Linked DNA regions of Rattus norvegicus: region 1 is linked to region 2. Evidence: chromatin contacts called from public Hi-C data. All regions are on one chromosome and are shown on one strand. The core of a region is the stretch at or near the end of the contact, and the rest is flanking DNA. Distances in the headings are between cores, read along the strand shown.

Region 1 (2,700 bases), core at 97-2,596, 80 kb before region 2:
ACCGTACGTAGCCCAGGATAGTCTTGAATTCAATAGGTAACTGAGCTTAGTCTCAAATTTGCAGCAGTCTCCTGTCTGAGCTTCCCCAGGGCTGGGAGGGCAAGCAGGTGGCACCATTCTTGGCTTCCAAAGCTTACTTTAAAAAGGGATGTTTTGCTGGGTGTGTAGCGGTATATGCCTATAATCCCAGTACTTGGGAGATGTATGCCAAAAGATTGGGAGTTCAAAGCTAGACTGGCTACAGAAGACCCTGACTCAAAAAAAAAAAAAAGAAGGTAAGTAAGGACCAAAACTCCAAAGATCTTTGTTTCTGTGGGAAAAGTCTAGATTTGGGGAGTATGGGTGGGGTAGGGTGTTGAGACAGGGTTCCTCTGTGTAGCCCTGGTTATCTGGCTAGCCTGAAACTTGCTCTGCAAACCAAGCAGGCCTCGAACTCACAGAGATCTGCCTGCCTTTGCCTCCTGAGTGCCGGGGCTTAAAGGCATGCGACACTATTGCCTGAATAGATTTAAGAGACAAAGTTCAGGCCGAGAGTCATTAGAGTATAGTATTTGTCCCCCGCCACCCACCCCCCCCCCCGAGTTCTTTCTGTTTCCTTTGTCCAAGGATTAAGAAAAGTAGAGGGGATGGAAGTTGAATGACCTGTGTCTTTGCCTTGCTAAATTTGCTATACTGAGCGTGGAGGGTCAGAACTGGAAATGGACAATGCCAACTTCAGTGTTTTAAGATGCCAAGACACCAGGGAGGTTTCCATGGCCCTCACTGAGCTAAGATCGGGACTCCATTGGCTGTAAGTTCATACAATCTTTTGCTCTTGGAGAAAGGATAAACAACTTGAGGCATTTGTGGGGTGGGAATTCCATGCTCTATTTTACACCCTAATGAAGAGCTAAGCACACTCACTGTCTCAGTCAGCCAGTGCCAATGACTACAGAGTACAAAAAGGTATTTTTTATATGGTTCTGGTGGTTGGGCAGGGTTAGTGTGAATTTATCACTTGTGCTATGACTTCGGAAAAAGCTATCCCAAGGGTGCTTACATTGGATGGAAGTTTCTTCTAGTTCAGCTGTGACTTCTTCCAAAGAGTTTTGCAATGGATTTCTGTGTCAGCCCTAAAGGGCATAGGAACAGGTGATTTGGGTGTTTTTCTTTTCTTTTTGTTCGTTTGGTTTTGTCTTTGTAAATAGGTTGTCTCTGTGCAGCCCTGGTTGTTCTGGAGCTCGCTCTGTAGACGAGGCTAGCCTCGAATTCTCAGAGGTTCACCTGCCTCTTGCCTCCTGAGCGCTTGGATTAAAGGAGTGCATATGCCACCACTGCCCTGTTGGGGGTGTTTTCCTTTGATTTCTTTTAAAGCGAATGTCAGCTCCAGTCGCTGAAGCAGACGTGCTCAAGAACCCTCCAGATGTATCGGTGTCCACACATGCTCAGGGCTTGGGCCATTCCATTCGCTCCAGGCCAGGAAAATACCCGCTCCTTGGAGCCCGCTGTGATATTGAGGACAGCCCTGGGGGATCGGCGCTGCTGTGGCCAAGCGTCAGCGTGCCAAGGGTGCCCTGCTCCTTCGTTCTGACCGCAGAGCTCTGATCCGGGCGAACAAAGATCACGGGGACAAGGAGCCGTCCTGATGCCCAAACCAGGGGGTACTCCCTGCCCAGGACCCTAAACCCAGGTTGCAACCACACTTTGACCCGAAGCCGGCAGGGCGACTGGGCGGGGCGTAAAAAGGTAACCAATCAAGGTAGAGCACAGCGAGCATCTGGCCAATCCCAGAGGTGACTCAGGGCGTGGCCTGCGTACGTTATAGTCAGTTCTGAGGCCTGACTATTGGCTGCTAGGGTTGTTCTTTCTGGCCCCCTCCAGCTCTGGATCTGAAGAAGCCTTGGAGCATTTCGAGTGCCCTTCTCTGAATGCCAGGCCACCAAACCGAACCCAACAGGCTCCCACCACACTTTGGTCCTGGAAGATCTGGCGCTCTCCGTGGGTTTTCGCGATTGCTCTGTTTGTACCTGTGCGTCTGGGGAAGGCTTTGAGTCCCGGCTTCCCAGCTTCTAGAGCTACTGTAGTTCACAAAGCTCTGGGCTCCACCCCTAACATCACATAAACTAGTGGTAGTGATGCAAGCCTGTAACCCCAGCATTCAGTGGACAGTGGGAGGGAGATCCTGGTTTAAAACAGGCTGGCTTGACAGACGCTTGTCTTTTTGTTTGTAAGCCTAGTTTCAATGGCTAAGCCATCTCTCTAGCGCCCCCCTCAATGGAGTGACCAAAGAAGACACCCACTATCAAGAGTCTCTGGCTTCTATATAAACATGCGCATATGTGAGCCCCAACACATGTGAACACGCACACACACAACACACACACAAGCAAAAAAAGAAAAAAAAAAAAAGCCCCTTCGGTAGAAGTGACAGCATTGTGTGGTGACGTTGTCCGACCATGATGCGATCAGAGATCATGTCGAAGCACTGCAAATCAACCTGGGAGCAAACAGTGAAAACAGTGAACAGTAAAGACAGTAAAAAGTCCAACGCTTTGACCCTGGGCTGTGGAACTGCTAGCTTAGCGGACAGGTGTGAATGTAAAACCCTTTTTAAGGATGTAAAACTATCACTCAACAAGAGACATTATGGGACAATGGAGGGATGGCTCTGTGGTTAAGAGCATTGGTTGCTCACGTAGGCTCACTTCCCAGCACCACAAG
Region 2 (2,700 bases), core at 90-2,589:
GTTTGTCACGTTTGCCCTGGGTAGGATGGTTAATTCTCTTCTAATACCTGGTGAATAAAGTCCAGAGCGGGAGGTGATCAAACAAGAAGCTGTGTGTAGAAACTGGAATTAGCTTCTTTTAACCTTTCTACCTTTAATGAGGGTGTACAAAATGTCACTGGCTTTGCTGTATTAGGCACCAAGATAAATGGCCTTGAAGGTTGTAAGGGCGTGGCAGTGGCGATAAAGTAGGTTGCTGAAGTTGGGATCTGGCCAGCAGTTGACTGTGGGGTTCTCTGATGAGAACACCGGGATACTAGGTATTTTATGAGGGCTAGACCCCTCATCTTCCTTGGCATCAAGCCATATTTAACTAACTCTTGCCTTATGACTAGACTAAACGTGGGGCCCCTCTGCCTCGCTGTGAATCCAATCCACGCTGCACTGACTGCTTTTCTTACCTTTCACAGCTCTGGGAGGAGGCATGACTGAATTAGAGATGCACGCTTGTTCTAGGGACGATTTGGTTTGGCTTGGCTTCGCCTCTAAGGATGCAGCACTTGCTTTCCACGTTTGTGCTTTCTTGTGGACTGGCACTATTGGCAAGAACTAGAGCAAAATGGGTATTTTGCCCCCAAGACAAATGCCACATTTTAGGCCAGGGAGGGCTATCTCTTTGTTTATGAATATAGTGATGGGAAAATTGTATAATGCAGGAAAATACTTTGTATGTGGCCAAGCCAGTGCAATGGTGTCTCCAGCGCAGGAGCACAGGACAGGGTCAAATAAGTCAGGGACCTGTGGGATTCTCCGGCAGGTTCCTTGGGTCAGAGATGGAGAAGCCAGTCGGATGTTGGCAGTGGTCAGAGAAGTTAGGGGACCTGGGACCAAATAAGGAGAATGCCTCCGGACTGACCTATGGAGGCCCAGCAGCGAGGTGGGCAGACAAGGATGGGTGAATCTGAGACCACCGCGGATCTGAGACCCCGCAGACAGGACAAGTCTCCCACGAAGGCAAGGACAGATTCCCCCCACGCGGACCTGAGACCCAGCAGACACGGACAGATCCCCCACGCGGATCTGAGACCCCGTGGCCCCACAGCCACCGGTGCGGCCGCGTGCTAGCGCAGCGGGAGCCGGATGGGTCCAGCACGTTGCCACCCTCGCGCCAGCCGCCCTGTTTTCCGTGGATCTCACGGGGCTCCGCACTCGCTTTGGGCCCTCGTGGGGGCGCCGCCTCTTTGTGCAGGCCGTGGGCGGGGCGTGGAGCGGGGCGGCCGGGGATTGGCTGATGGAATGGAGGCGGGGCCTGGGCCAGAGAAAATCCGCGCCCGGGCCGCTGCCAGCCCAGCCGCGAATTGGAACTGCTGAGCCCTTCGTCTAGTCGCTTTCTCCCCGGGGGTTCTTTCCAGTCTCTGCCCGCGCGGCGTCCGACCGGGTGCCCTTCTCTCTTTGCAACGCGAGCCGTCTCCTGTCCTCAACTTCCCTCCCCGCGCGGTGAAGCCCGGCCGGAGCGGCGATGCGTCTCATCCAGAACATGTGTACCATCGCAGAGTACCCCGCCCCGGGCAGCACCGCTGCCGACTGCTGCCTGGGGGCTGCAGGCCGCCGGCTCGTCAAGATCGCCGTGGTGGGGGCCAGTGGCGTGGGCAAGACCGGTGAGTCCAAGCGAGGAACCCGCTTGGCCGAGGGGCGGGACGGGACGGGACCTGGCGACCCGGGCCCGGACTGGAGATGAGAGAGGTGGGCGTTGCAGCGGGATCCTCCGCCCCTTCATGTCCCTGCTTCAGCGGAAGAGGGTCACTGGGGCCCTGAGCGGGCCGCAGACTTTCGGGCCGGAGTAGAACTTTAGGGCTTCTGGCAGGATCTGGGGCGGGATGGGGAGATAGTGACTGTAACCCGTCCTGGAGTTCTGTAAGGTTAGGAAGAAGTTCGCCTGCTGGAAGGTTTAGGTGTGGCCCAAGGAGGGGGCTGGGCCACGAGACCCTTCCCGCTGGCAGAGCCGTAATTCACTCGGCTTCTTCCTCCTCGTGTCTGGCAGAGGGTCAAGGAGCTACAGGATAGGAATTTCCCTCGGTGGCCGGCTGTGACTTTCTTTGGAAGAGTTGTTTTCCAGGTGGGGGTGGGGCGGAGACCCATCTAACTTAGGGGGTTAATGATCAGTCTTTTTTTTTTTTTTTTTTTTTCCTGAATTGCAGCTTTGGTGGTCCGGTTCCTCACTAAACGATTCATCGGGGACTATGAACGAAATGCAGGTGAGGAAACGCACCGAGACAAAGCCTGTTGGGATAGCTGCCTTCATTTCTCAGTGCCTTCAAGGACACTTCCTTCAGAGTGACAGTGTTTAGCATCAGGATTCTGCCACTTCCAATTCTGCACGCCCCCCCCCCCCCCAACCCCCAGCTGCCATCTGGCCTCATTCCATTCCTGGCCCATTCATCATTTTATCAAGTGCCCGAAAGTATCCCTGTGGTATGTTTTTAACTATAGGGACCCCAGTTGGAAACACCCTTTGTACTCCAAGGCCTTTTCCTTTAAAAAAAAAGGGGGGGGGGGCTGCAAAAGTCATAAAAAAAAAAAACCAAACAAACAAAAAACCCAGCCTCGAGCTCCTCCCCCACCCTCTCCCTCTGCTGGCTGCCTTTCAGGGGCGACCTTTCAAAGCAAAGGCCAAAGCAGAACAGTTGTAAGCCTAAACTTCTCTCCTTAACAAAGAAAAAT

Evidence for each region. A called contact is a pair of places that touch in the nucleus more often than the background predicts.
Region 1: a Hi-C map of liver shows a contact between it and region 2, with 8 times the contacts expected there. The contact joins the enhancer-like site here to the promoter of Rasl11b in region 2. A contact is called at or near these places in 3 of 12 Hi-C or Micro-C datasets (kidney and liver).

What each region holds. Positions count from the first base shown.
Region 1 is chr14:34,451,552-34,454,251 of GRCr8, reverse strand. No RefSeq gene overlaps it. Among named protein-coding and RNA genes, the nearest start is that of Dancr, 29 kb to the left of the region's middle. Within about 2 kb of position 1,346, at least 60 of the 93 cell types and tissues checked have an H3K27ac peak or open chromatin away from gene starts, as enhancers often do. A contact at or near this core is called in kidney and liver, where this site is marked.
Region 2 is chr14:34,371,889-34,374,588 of GRCr8, reverse strand. It overlaps Rasl11b (RAS-like family 11 member B), which reads left to right and starts at 1,339. Exons shown (of 4, transcript NM_001002830.2): 1 at 1,339-1,637; 2 at 2,178-2,234. The coding sequence starts at 1,499.